Regions from separate parts of the Anser cygnoides genome. Here region 2 is linked to region 1. A link is a contact called in public Hi-C data. All regions are on one chromosome and are shown on one strand. Each heading gives the region's core, a stretch centred on a gene start, on an enhancer-like site or on the middle of the called end of the contact. The rest is flanking DNA. Distances are from core to core; before and after follow the strand shown.

Evidence for each region. A called contact is a pair of places that touch in the nucleus more often than the background predicts.
Region 2: a Hi-C map of liver shows a contact between it and region 1, with 3 times the contacts expected there. The contact joins the enhancer-like site here to the promoter of DHRS3 in region 1. A contact is called at or near these places in 5 of 7 Hi-C or Micro-C datasets (fetal liver, granulosa cells and liver).

What each region holds. Positions count from the first base shown.
Region 1 is chr23:2,788,609-2,795,991 of Taihu_goose_T2T_genome, reverse strand. DHRS3 (dehydrogenase/reductase 3) reads right to left here and starts at 4,213. Exons shown (of 11, transcript XR_010826411.1): 1 at 3,989-4,213.
Region 2 is chr23:2,867,500-2,874,407 of Taihu_goose_T2T_genome, reverse strand. The region is part of intron 64 of VPS13D (vacuolar protein sorting 13 homolog D); the gene reads left to right. Among named protein-coding and RNA genes, the nearest start is that of VPS13D, 73 kb to the left of the region's middle. Within about 2 kb of position 1,542, at least 1 of the 3 cell types and tissues checked has open chromatin away from gene starts, as enhancers often do. A contact at or near this core is called in liver, where this site is marked.

The DNA.
Region 1 (7,383 bases), core at 2,964-5,463:
GATCCATATTGCTTATTGCTAAGCCCAGAGCATTAGGTGTAACTAAAAAGACTAATGAAAATCAATGGCATTTGGCCATTTCCCCCACAGGAAAGGCCAAAGATATTCTTCCAAAGTCACTGTCAGATAATCTTGAACACTAAAATATATATTAGAGTCGGGGAATGTGTTTCTATCTTACAATTACAACTTCTTTCAGTACATTTTATTAGGTTTTGGTAACACTTAATAACAAAGAATGCCTATGAACCAAGCATCTCTTTCCTGTTCAGTCAGACCTCAAATTAAACCATCTGTGAACAAAATAAGTTAAAATTACTAGGAAAAAATTTAGACATCAAGGAAATGCCCTAAAAAAAGAACTGTCAAAGAGCAAGACATACAAATGACATACAAAAGACATACAAATCAAAACTTCATCACTGGAGATCATCAAAAACAGGGCTGACAGATCTCTGGCAAGGGCACTGTAATAGAAAATGCTGTAGGCGAAGCGAATGGCATAGAGGAACACCAGAAGCATTTTCCAACTCTAACCATCAGTGAATGAACCCATTCAGCCCCTACGTCCCTCTGACTATTCACATCTGTAAAGGGCTGTTCTTCCATGCAAGAAACATTGTTCAAAGGGCTCCGTCTTCTCAATATTAACTCAATTATACAGTATGTTCTTTGCAAAATACCATTAAGGTTTGGAAGGGGATTTTTATTTCATAGGCATTAAATCATGAACTCAAAAAAAATCTTTCTCCCTTTTCAGTAACACAGATATATTCTCCCATTCTAGCTAACCATAGAGTATCAAAAGTTAAGCACCTTAACAAAATTTCCAGTGTGTGAGACTGAGGCAGATGTGAGGATCTGTTGGTCACATACATTTATAGCTACAGGATGCATTTAAATCCTCAGTGCTTCCCATGGCCAAGTAGCCTTTGAAAACTTACCCAAAAGTGAGCAGTGGTGTATGGATCCTCTGACCTGAACGGGAATGACCTAATCATTAAAGTCTCTCATTTCCTAAAAATTGCTGGTAGTCTTAACTGAAGAAACTAGAAGATACATCCTTCTATAACTGAAGAGACAACTAACACTGCTGTGTCCCTTTTTTGGCAATTTCATCGGAAAGGCCAATGAACAGCAATGAGAAAAGAAACACCACTTAAGAAGAAAATGTCTCCTAGACATTTATCTCTTCAGGTCTTACTTGAGACACAATGGCAGAGCAATGGAGTTAAAGAATGGGGGTGGAGAATGGGAACCAGGGTGGATTTACATGATCATGCCCAAGAGACTTCTTGTCTGCCAGCTTAAGAATTTTAGTCTCCATGCTCATCCGTCAAGCTGAAGACACTGTATTTCCATTCGCCTAAAGCCTTTCCTGATTTATTTCTTGACATCTTCAGAGCTTTAACTGCAAGATCAAATTTTACACTTAAAAACTTGCAGATGTGACAATTCTTAATCTTCGTGAAATACAACACTTGTCATCTTACGTAAAAACTGCTCAGATACATCTAATTTGTGATTAACAAAACAAGCTTCTGAAAAGAAAGTTAGAGCAAGGTGAAATCCAATCCAGTCTAATTATCAGAGGAAATTTCATATGCTAACAGTCTCAACTAACCCATCTTTCAGAAGATTCTAATCTCAAAAATATGGTTGTATATCGCCGCCTACCTCCAAAACTCCGCCACTATGTCTGTGTGCGCAAGCGCTGTGATAACTTTTTCAAGATATACTGCACACCCACTATTAGAATCTGAATATAAGTTACTGTTTTCATTCACCTGTAGGTAACACTGTGCATGGCCTCAGAATTTTGCGCCTTGGTGGAAGCATTTTTCCAAACATGGAATATTGTGAATATACCACCTGACAATCAGAATCTGTTATAAATTATTAATTATGATCAATAATTCAAGATTTACATGTAATTATAAAAAAGCTAACCGCATACAAAGGCAAGAGAAAAATAGAATAATTAATTCTCAAAAGCCTTACTGAAAGATGACTTGCTAGCCACTTCAAGTCTTTCTCGGTTCTTTTCGATTGTCTAAGGCAAAGCAAAAAATCAAAGAGTAATGCCAAACAGAGGGCTTGCATTCTGCATGGAGACTGCACTAGACACAGAAAGTCAGGGTTGAGCACAGAATGCAGGAAAGCAGTGAAACCTCAGAGCAAAGGGAATTGGAACAACCGCACTGAAGTAAAATTGTCATTAAAGATGCTGAGGAAGAAAAAGATAAGCCTACTTCACCGTTGCTAGAAAGATGTGTCACTTCCAAAGTACCAGAGAGGATCATAACTTGCTGAGTACCACATTTGGCTCACAGGATAGCCATGGTTTGACTGAAAGGAGAATCTAATTCAAGTTCAGTAAGAGCAAAAAGTGAAACACCTTGATGACAGGCATGGAAAAAAACATACGACAAAAAAAACACCAAAGTTGTAAACAGTAACTAGCAACCACACAGCATTTCATAACACCACATGAGACAAGTACAAAGCTTCCCGAGAATTATTCTCTTGTTTATTCTTTCCTTCTAAGATATGTAAGGATTGTAGAGATAAGACATACAAATGAACTACAGTCTGTATCAGTTTACAAATCCTCATCCTCAGCTCCCCAGCTCCTCTTGGCCCATGTCAGTTAGGGCTGACTACCATTGTTCAGCTTGCAGCTGAACTGTAGCTAAGCAGCTCCTGAATTAGCTGGTGAAATGGTGGCACTTTAATACTCAGCTTAGCATAGCAACCAACCGGGCTAAATAAATAAATAATGAAGCACGGTATTCTACCAGATAATGTAAATACACTTTCAGCAAATTGCTGGGGTCCAAAGGTCAGTCAACTTGTTTGTTCTGTCTCCAAGAATTTGTAAATCTCAACATGATGTTTAAACACAAGCATATACAAACATCAAAGTTCAATGCTGACATATTTTACGCCTCAAAGTTGTACACCAGAACAGCTCCATATAGAAACCACATATAGAAAACTTTAGTGCATGTATAAGGAAATGACAAAACCCTATCCTCAACTAAATGCATATTCTTCTTTAAATATTCCCCCATTCTGCATTTTTCTTCTGCTTTATTCTGTATTTGCTTCTATTCATCCTCTCTCACGTGCTGTAGTATTTATGCAGCTGTCTAATTTCACATGATTCCTCCATTCCATTACCCCTAAATGGGGGTAAAGAGGAAACTTGAAAACTCAAATCTTGCCTCAGGGCATTTTTTATTTTATTTTATTTTAATTATTCCCGAATGATTCACGCATAGGGGGACACCTGTAGTTATGAAAGCACAGCATTTCAAGGTGAATGGCAGTTCCTGAGCTAGAGAATGGGCACACCAGCTACACTGACATTTCTAGGCTGCAGCGCAGACAGACCGTTCTCCCAGCCCCTCTCCTTTCCCAAAGGAAACGGGCGAACAAACTCCCAGCTCACGCTCACGCTGTGCTTTTCTTCCTTGCTGGGCCAGCATTCACCTTACCTTTGAACAGCTCGGGGCTGGCAGAAAGCAAAACACAAGGGACTTCAGAAACCACTTTGCACGTGGCAAAGCATTAGGGTGAAGCTGAACTCTCCTCCCCCCGTTCCCCAAAGCGGGCACCCCCCCGGGGCGGGCAGCAGGGCCCTCCCCGTGCCCCCCTCCGGCCGACGCGCCCGGGGGACGGCAGGCTGCAGGGGGGGGTACCCCGCGCGGGGGCCCCCTTCTCACCTTCACGTTTTCTTAGCCGAGGTGCGGCGAGCCAGGATGCAGAGGAGGAGGAGTGGGCAACTTCCGAAACGCGAGGCTCGGCACCGGCTCGGCAGCGCTACACCCAGCGCCCCCCTTCTCCCCTCTCTGTCCGTTTGAACGCGATCCCGGCAGGCCCACCCCGAGGTGGGGGCACGGGCTGCAGCCCCCGGGCCGGAGGCTCCCCAGCAGAGCAGCAGGTGGCCGCTTCCTTCCCCCATCCCCTCCGGGTGGATGCTCACCTTCCTGGCTCCTCGCCTCGCGAACTCCCTGGCCAGGTGGCGGCCGATGCCCCGGCCCCCGCCGGTGATGAGCACGCTCTCCCCGGACAGGTCCCGGAGCTTGGGCGGCAGCACCGCGCACACGGCAGCTTTCACCACCAAATAAACCATCTGCACGGGGAACAGCAGCAAAGCGCCCAGCCATTTCCAAATCATCCTCTTCTTCCAGGCAAGCCAGGAAGGCAAAATTCTCTTCCAACCCTTCACAGAACCAAGTTAAGAGAGAAAGAAAACCACTACCCTTCATGCACCCCCGGATGGGCGACAAGTCTTCAGCCCCCTTCCGAAACGTGGGGGGCAACGGATTCTTGGACTGGAAAAATCCTTCTCTTCCCCTAAAAAATCGGGGTAGGAGCAGAACAGCGCAGAAGACCAAGTCACTCCCCTGCTTCTTGATCGATGTCCTTTGGGATTGTCACATGCAGGTAGAACGGTTTCCTCGCTGTATAACTGGGAGACAGCTTTTTTCTTTTTTTTTTTTAATTAAAGAGAGAGAAAAAAAAAAGTAAAATTAAAAGTAACCATACATCCCTCCGTTTCAAAGACTGTCACAAAAATCCAGTATCCAAGTGGAAGGTTTTATACTTGGAAAAATAAAATAAAGCAGCCTATGTCTCCAAATTTCAGCCTGCAGTGCCTTCCAGGCAGCTCATTTCTATTCTTAGACTCAGGAAATTGCTTAAATAAGACAGAATTGCCAGGACTTTCTTTTTAAGAAAGGGTCTATTCAGGGTAAGGTTGTTGTTTTTGTTTTAATATCTATAAATATCTCCAGACGTCCTGTCCTGAGCCGGCTGCAGAGGGTGAGCTGATAACCGCCTCTCTCTGCCCCCTCTCCCGGGTTTCGCACTCGGAGGCTCCGTGACCACAGAGCAGGAATTATGCCGTGCACTATTTCAGCTCTGGCTCTTACTCATTTCTCCCTATTGCTCTCTCTGCCTATCACAGCCGCCGCGCCGGGGAGGTTTTATACCCCATTAAGCCTGATTGACAGTTAAAGTGTCGGGGAGATTTCACTACTGTTCCTGTGAGTGGCTGGCTTTGCTCTCCCCTCCCCCAGCGCGGTCTCGGAGCCGCCGCACGGCGCCCGCAGCCGGGACGGCCGCGCCGCAGCCGGCGGGCAGGGGCTGGGGCCGGGCCGGCTGCGGGCTGGGGCTGGGGTCGGGGCCGGCTGCCGGTCGGGACGGCTGTGGGTCGGGGTTGGGGTCGGGGTGGCTGCGGGACGGGGCTGGTTGAGGCCGGGGCTGGGGTCGGGGCCGGCCGCGGCCGCAGCGCGCGCCCGCCTCTGACAGGAACCTCCTCTGTTCCTCCCTGACAGGAACGCGGCAGAGGAGGGTGCTGGGGTTTGACGTGAGCCCAGGAGGGGGGGAAAAAAAAAAGTGCCAGGAGCGGTCAGGGTTAAGGCTGAGTTCAAAGGAGCCATCTGTGCCTTGCGAGCTCCGGGAGAGAACTGCTTGCCCAGGTTAAGTTGGTGTTGATGGGAAAAGTTATTGCAGCCCTAGAGTGCTGGGCTCACTCCAGCCTAGGCTGATAATCATCAACATCTATTACCACTGAACCAGCGTGTCTACGGACAGCATGACAACTCATGGATTTTCCAAACTGGAAGATGCTTACGTTGCTGAAAACTGGTGATTGGTACCTTCAGTAGCGGGGCAATGAAAAAAGCAGGCTCCGACCGAAGCAGGGAGACGTGCTTTCTCACATCAAAGGGTGTTTTTCTGCTCTCCTTTTCCAGGACTTTTGTCCAGATATGAGGGCATAATTGCAACACAAGGTCTCCATAGCACTTCGAAACTATGTTGTAACAGGAGAAAGGGCAAAGCGTGTTGCAACCAGGTCCCCCGACTCGTTTGTTTGCACTGTTAGGCATTAGGTAGGTAGGTAAGTTATATATTTAGCTGTCCTGCTTAAACTTTTCTCGGGAGGATCTAAGTGCGCATTTGAACTGAGAGCTGCTCACTCCACAGTTACTGGTTGTGGCAGCAATCAGAAATAGTCTGAAATGTCAAGTTGTCAGGATGTCAGAAGATGCTCAAATATGTCAAACCTCACATTGTTGTCTTCTCAGTCGTGCTAGGAAGAGCTTTGCTTTTATGACTGAATATGTTACTAAGAAGGTGCCCAAATGAATCCAATCCCAAGTTACTTCAGGAGGTCTGAATATATATCCACTATCCTGGGAAGCCATCTAGTGGTAAAAACTAGAATTACTGAAGAATGACAATTGAAAGATTCTCAAACTTTGAATTCATCTGTAATTTGCTAAAGGACCATTGCAACGGAAGTGTGCGAGTCTAAACATCTCTATATAGGCAGCAAAGTTATATTATACGACCAAGAGATGAGAGTTAGGAAGCTAAATCCCTTTGAAAATAAATTCTTTTTCTGCTTCAGAATCAAACATTTTTGAAATGGTCATAGTTCAAAGTGGCCATGTAACAGAGTGTTCAAGGGTTGTTTGGTAACAAAAATAAGAACAACTGAGTTTTTTGTTCTACCTACATTCAAAACTCATCTCATACCTGGTTCTTTTAACACATAATATGAGCAATATCATAATCTCTTGAATTTCAGCTCTGTTGAAACTTCCACATAAGTTTTCAGAAGTGAAAAAAAAAAAAAAGAGAAACTTGCACAGTTCTTACCTTTAAATGCCAGTTTACCTTATATGAAGTAAGCCATAGGACTCTCAGAGCGTCATCATAGTGTCAGGAGAGAGGTTTCTGGAGAGAAGAAATTGAACCATTCTAACTGGAAACTGCAAGTCTGTACAGATTTTCAGGATCAGGTGGTGTTCCCTAACTTAGCTGCATCTGAAATAACCAGAGCTGTGAGAATTTCCATTGCCGCTTGGGCAGCATTTAGCACCTCTGTGTGTTTTTACAGTAATACCTTTAGAAAGGGAGCTGGGGGAGGCACCTGGCATTACAATTTTCCTCTCAGTCCAAAAACTCTGAAGGGGAGAGAGAAATTACACAGAGAGCCTAGTGTCTGGTTTAAACAGGAATGACTCAGTGTCTGGACTGGTAACAAATATAACAACTTTCTGGGATGGAAATAAGAAGCAGCCTTAAAAATGAAGGGATATGAAGTTTGAGAAAGTAAGTTGGATTTTTTGATTCCTGAGACCATTAACTTTATTTTTTCTGCATAAATCTCTACAAATACATTTAAAATAGAAAAGTCAGCAATATTATACCATAGGACTATGTTCAGATTAAACAACAAAGTTAATTATTCATTTCAAACATTTGCAGGTTCTTTGATGCCAATGGGACTAGTCATGTGAATATTTATTTCTTGTATCTGTTTCCTGCTTGAATAATATTCTAAAATGTATCAGAGGTGTTACT
Region 2 (6,908 bases), core at 293-2,792, 81 kb before region 1:
AATGAGATGTTTGGCTTTATGCAGAAATCTACAAGTGACCATCTCGACAATTTATTAAAACTTGAAGCTTTCTTTTTACACCTGTCTAGAGCTTTACTTTGAAGGATGTTACCAGCTGATTTTCTTGCAAAATAAAATACAGTATTCTTGTTTTGCTGACTCACTGGGAAATGAGGTGAACAAAGGAGAATTTGAGATGTAGTATGCAGAGTGCTGCTAAAAGCACAAACTATAAAATTAGAAATGAACAGTTATCATTAACGATAAAATGAAATTTGGTCTTCACCTACAGTTTTTAAATGGTTAGTATGTCATGAAAACAATCACGTATATCCCATGTATCACAATTAGAAACTGAAAGAGAAAAAATGGGGTGTGGGTTTGAAATTCATCGCTCCAGCCTTGACACAAGACTAAGTACACCACCCTACTGTATATTTTAAGAGGGAGCACATATAAAGTTGTGTATAATATGTTAAACAGTACAAATTTAAACTTGAAATTCCTTAGATTTGTATCGCCGACGAGGGAAGACAATATTTTTACATCCAGAGGAGGTGGCCAAGGTTATCTTCTGGAGCTGTAACAATAGATAAGACGATTGCCATCAGTTTTACAGATCTGAGTGAGTCATCCTTCAAGCAATTGTAAGCTATCTGCACTGCACAAACGATGGCAGGCCAAAAGAGGCTTGCAGGAGGTTTCCTCCAAAAATCTAATGGAACACAGAAAGCCGCTGAGGTTTTATAATAGAAGCTTCTTGTGCATCCCAAGTGCGGTCATAGGTGACAGCGCAGAAAATGGGACTGGCAAGTCCGGTGTATTGCTGGAAGGAAGCACGCTGCAATGTAAGCACTGGAAATAACAAAGTTGTTGTATGCAAGTAGCAAGGGCGTTGGTGAGGGTGATGGTTAAAAACAATCTGCCACAGCGCGAATACATTGTTGTTAGGTATTAACTCAAGGAACTGGACTAGATCTCTTCAGGGTTTTTTTGCCGGCTTTCAGTACGTAGAGGTGTGTTTGTTGTGTCTTTTTTTTTGTTTAAGGAGGGGGGTGGAAGAGAGCAAGTAATGCCATTCCCAAAAAATAAACAAACAGGAAGACCTTAAAGCTTTGCAAGAGTTAAAGTGGGGGGGGGGGGGGGGGGGGGGGGGGGGGAATTATCTGTTAAGAGTATTAGTTGTTTAATAAAGCGCAGTTGTCCTCCAGATGAACCCGCCAGTGACTCTGCAATTGGGGTCATTCCAAGTTCATGCTGTGGACTTTTGACTGCCTTCTGTGTATGTGAAAACAGCCGGCAGTTCCTGCAGGGATCACTCATTCAACCCTGTAACACAAAACTATTGCCAACGGGCACCTGCTGGTGCAGCCTCCCAGGAGGTCCCCGAGGGCAGCTACCCGGCTCATCGGGCAGCTGGGGGACAGAGCCAGCGGGGCTCCCCCGGGACACCCGGCTAATCAGGCAGCCGCAGGCAGCGCGTCAGGGGGCTTCCAGATCACCCGGCCAACATGCCGTTGTCAGGATGCATTAGGACGCTCAGTTAACGATGGGATGTGAGCTAATTAAAGCTCCTTTCCTTCGCTTATATGACAGAAATAGGGGTGGAGATCGCTGCACGGGATCTCAAGCAGCATATGCTTGTTCGGTGGGAAAAGCCGTTGCCTCCACTTAGTTGTCAGTAATTTAGAGAGGGTCAAAGTTTATGTATCTCTTAAAATGAGAAGCTGATTATAGCGTTTTGCTGGTTTGGTATTTTCTAAATGAAGGCTGCATCAGTTTTGTTCATAGTTCCATTACACATTTCTCTCTGCGTGATTTGACCTGGTTATAAATGTCTTGGGCTTGGCCTAAACCATCCTCCGCGCTCAGGGTAGCGTTCAACAGTTCACCTGGCGTGGAGTAATGTGCGAAGGAAAGTGTAAAAATCATATAACATATAAATTTGCCTGAAATCCCAAACCTTTCTGACTGAATACCTGGGTAATCATTTTCTTAGGAAACTGACTGAAGCCATGGTAAATATATTTTGTGGAGCAGCTTCAGATAGGAGTTTTAAATCTGAGAAATAAACGCTTGTTATGTTTTCAAATATTCAAAGCATTTTGTTTATTAGTCCCAGAACAATGTACAGCTGACCAAAGAGAGAGGTAAGAGGAGGAAGCTGTGTTGTCTTTCTACCTACTGATGTTTGTAAAATGAAATATGTAGTGTTTGCCTCTTCCACTTCTTAACAATGCACAAGTAAAGAAGCTGCTCTGAAAGTTATTTTCATGGTAAGTCACAGAAACATATTAAGTATTATTATTAATCTTGAGACATCACAGTAAAAGTAAGGGAACTTGGACTGAAGAATTTACTAGACGCCTTTATCTGTTCCATTGTACCTAGTATCTAAGAATACTGCATTTTACACTTTCTAAAGAATAACATCAAGATCTGAGGATGGCTAACTATTCTGAAGCAGGGTTTCTTTACCGTACTAAATCCCAGCAGCATGTACATGTCGGCTTAGCCTGTACCTTGTATACTGAGATTTCTGCCTCCATGCACTGAGAGAAATGCATAGTTTTGAATCATTGTATTTTACTGTCAAGTCAGTGTAAAATCTTTCTACCTCTAAGATACATATAACAGGTTTGAGAGAAGTAGGAGATAAAAATAATTTTGAATGATACTGCTAGAAGGCAAATAACCACAGGGTATTAAACTTAGGTGGGCATTAAATGCTTAGAGGTAGTCCGTTGTATTTAATCAATCGGCTGAACAGTACTGCCCAAACTTCTGTTCAGCAGGGAAGATGTGGATGTGTTCTGTTTGTTTGTTTGTTTTTAAACGAAACTCCAAAGCAAGTAGCCTCTACATTCTAATGATATCAATTTCCTTGAGTTTACTATGTAAGTTATAGATATGTTTAATGTAAGATAACTGTTAAACATACATAAAATGTGTTGACGTTTTATTATATTTAAATATTATCTAAAGAAACAAATTATCATTACATGCTAAAAAAACAGCTTATGACTCTTAAAAAAAATAAGTAAAACATTTTGTATTAAGTAAGTTTAACAATACATATTTTGGGGGGTGTTCAGTATTTCCCAGCTAATATTTACTGTATTATTCCTTTCAGTCTGTACTGTGATGCCTCTTGCTTCTGTTGGAAGTACATCAGAAAGCAAATGTCAGGGTAGCAGAGGGGCAGAAAATGCAGTCCCGAAATTAGGGATGTAAGGAAGAATGTATTTAACAGAACTCTTGTTCAGAAATCTGTTTATCGCTGTTCTTTCCCTATCAGGTAATTACTTACGCAGCCTTTGTTTCCTGCAATAGGCAGCTCTTCTCTCTCACACAGACACTTGGGTATATTTAGGGGAGTTACTGCTGAAACTGTGGAATGACTTTTAGTCATCATGACTAGGGATTTTCCTGTTTTGGAAAATGCAGGAGTGTATGTGAGAAATGAAGATGACATAATTCACAGTTTGCGTTAGATTTTCCAACTTTAAATATATTTTAAATACTCTTATCTACTTTGCTAAAGTAACATGCTTACATTGGTGCTTTGGTCTCTGAGAACCAGGTACTGAGATAAAAGCATGAGCATCACCAGTGTGTGGTGTCTGGGGCTAGAGTTGCACAAACTTTTTTAAAGAACTTTTTAAAAAGAAATTCTGCAGAGCGAGGCTGAAAAGTGAGTAAACCCTGTGATTTCTAATTTAAATGCAGTTTATTATGAGGTTTGCACAGAAGTTATAACTGACCTATATTTTATTTAATTTAATCACTTTCTTCCTTAAAATTCCTTGGAATGTTCTACTTTGCTCAGTCAATAATATTTGTAAAAGTACAATTCTCTGATGCTAGAATTACAATGGAATGTTTGGACTAAAGTCATAATTGTGTATTTATCCTTTTAGGATGTCCTTAGAGAACAAGGCAGTGCCAAGAGCTTAAAAAGACTTTAAAAGATTACTTAAAACTGATTTCCATGCTGTGTGCCTCATGCATCTGGCTTAGAGGGAACATGCAGTACAAAGTCTAGAATTAACTCAGTTTTCATTTGCTTTGAATTCTTCTTGTGCCCCGTAAGTCTTATTATTTGGCGTCAGCCTTGGCTCCCAAACACTGTGTATGGTATTATTTATTTATTTGTTTCCCCTGTTGCTTGAAACAGCAAGGGATACATTGTCAGTTGTAAAAGTTCCTGTGGCGTATCTTCCTTTACTATTGGGCCTCTAAAAAAATAAATCATGAGTAGATTAGTGTTCTGTATATTATTTCAACTGCTTTAGCAGATCGTGGTAGCTATTAATATTGATGGATTACACTACGTAAATGTGAAACAAGAACTGATGAGTAATCATAAGTTTACTTGGGACTATAAAGGCAGAATGGGTAAGGCAAAGACAGCATTAGGTAATGCTTATTAGTGATAATCTGAAGTATTTTTAGTACCTGAAATGACAGAACTTCAGTTTGTCTGGACTTCAGTAGCCTGGAAAACCAGTACTTAGCTTCAGTTGGAGATGCTAGGTAGACAAGTAAAGTACCTGCCTTCTTACGTGTACCTGACGTGTCAACTTGCTTCATTCAGTAGCAGGGAAAGGATTTGTAAAATGGGGAAGAACTCGAGATAAATACCAAGTTGCTAAGTTCTTTTTTGGTAAACAAGTAGGCAAAGGACACGTGAATGTGGAGGACGAAGGGGGCCAGGTTTTAGAAGTCCCTTGTTTAGTTTTATGTTTGTTCCATAGATGGGCTGTATTTAGTTCTGTTGGCATTTACACGGTTCTTAACTAGCCTTTGAAGTTATCACGTCACACCTTATTAACAAAGGCTAAGGAAGACAAGGGTGGATAACACTTTTGTTGTCACCCTTGTTTATCTGGAGACTATTTTCCACATGATTGGGTTAACAACTCAGTAAGCCACCATCACTGCTCTTCCATAAGTCTTAATATCTTAACATCTAATATTGCACTTCCTAAAGGAGGCATCTAAAAGCAAGGTCTCTGGGCCAGGGGAGAGGCAGGGAGGAAAGGCAAAACTGGCTTTGTGCATTAACGTTTTCAAGTATCCCTTACAAGTTGGTGTTTAAAACAGACTTAAACTGCTTTAATTTCTAGTGCTTACTCAGGTTCCTGAACCAGAAATAACTCGCTACTGCTGAATGATGTTTTCATAATACAGTGATTTTAGTCTGCGTAGACTGGGCACAAGGGTGTATTTTATTCTATGCCAGGACTTTTTTTTTTTCCTTTTTATAGGTAAGTACAGTCATGTTGTTGAAAAAGGCTCGGAAACTGAAAATATATCTGAGGTGAAAGGAAAAAGATGGTTAAAAATTTCTGATATCCAGCAGTTATTTCACTTGTGGTATTATGAATATTGGGTGACTTGAGATGACGTAGCTCTTGTCTAGATCATGAGCCAGGATAATGCCAATACTACTATTAAGTGTGAATCTTTATTGAAAATAAGCCTAAACTTGGCAGCAGAAAATGGCAAGTTGCTCACTTGCTCAGCAGACCTTAGTGTGACTTACTAATGCCTGTGAAATGTCCAGTTGTTTATATTTGCTTTTACACTTAATAGAGAATATGATTTTAACCTGTGTACATATATTTTTCTTTTTCTCCTCCTTCCTAAGCAGATAAATCATTATTACATTAAAATTCTTTCTATGCATGAAAAAAATGAATTGTTATTGAGTATTAGGTGTGAAATTCTGCTTCACTGAGGAAGGAAAAATATGACATAAGAACAGATTGTACTTAGCAGGAAAGCTGGTGTAGTGGAGCTGGTTAATTTAGACATGACAAAAAAGATACCAAAAGGTGTAAAGAAAGCTTACCAATTTGATCAGTATTAATATGTTGGTTTATTCCTGCTTGCTGCTTGTCTAATTATGAACTAATGTAGCCTTCAAAATGTATCCCTGAAAGATAACTTGCAGGACTTGACAGGTTCCTTAATGAGATTTGATATTTGAAGGCCTGTTGAGCATTTTAATTTTTATAGCAACTCCTCTAATCCTTACATCAGGTTGGTTTGTACTTCTAGGCTAATTAAAAAAAAAATCATGTCTACATTAAGTTCACAGGGAGGTCAGAAGTAATTCAGTCAGTGATCGCTATGCTCTGCCTAGTGTCCATATGATCAAGAAGGGTCACGGGACTTTATTTTCATTCATGTTGTTAAAACCTGCTTGTTTAGATAATTGGAGCTGTTGCACTAGTTCGTCTTTGAGCTGGACAGAAGTATTTAAAGCACAGGAGAACTTGTCACTGGTGAAAAGGAACCCAGCCTTGAAAACGCTGATAGAAAGAGGGCATTGCATTGAGCACGTGAATTAGCTCTTTGTTTCTTTTCTGATCTTTAGTGTATCAGGATTTCATACAAGGTTTAGTACACTTCAGGTGCATACCTTAATCATGTGTTTGGTTTTTTTAATATAAATTATATGGATGCAAAGGAGACTGTACAAAGCAAAAGCTAAGCTGAGTTGTGGAAAGCAATGTCCATGTACAGTTGTTAAAGAATGAAGTACTTGTCCCAGGGGAGCTGTGATCAGTGCAGGAAAGGATTTCACCACTGCTGCAGACATCCAGTATCTGATATTCCTGTGGCATCTGGTACATTCCCTAGCCATGGTCTAAAACACAACGAGGCACTAAATTATCTTAAATAATAAGTTTGTTTATTGAAAGGAGTAGATTTTAAGAACATTGATGCTAGTTGAGGGAGGTACAGAAGGTGAACAACTGTGCATAAGCCAGTATAGCTACTCATTGGAGATTATTATAGAAAAATGCTTGCTAGGAACTCCTTGCCATAATAGTATCTTGAATATGAGGTGAAGTTACAAGATTTTTTTTGTCTCCCCTTTTTTAGAGCCTCCCTCC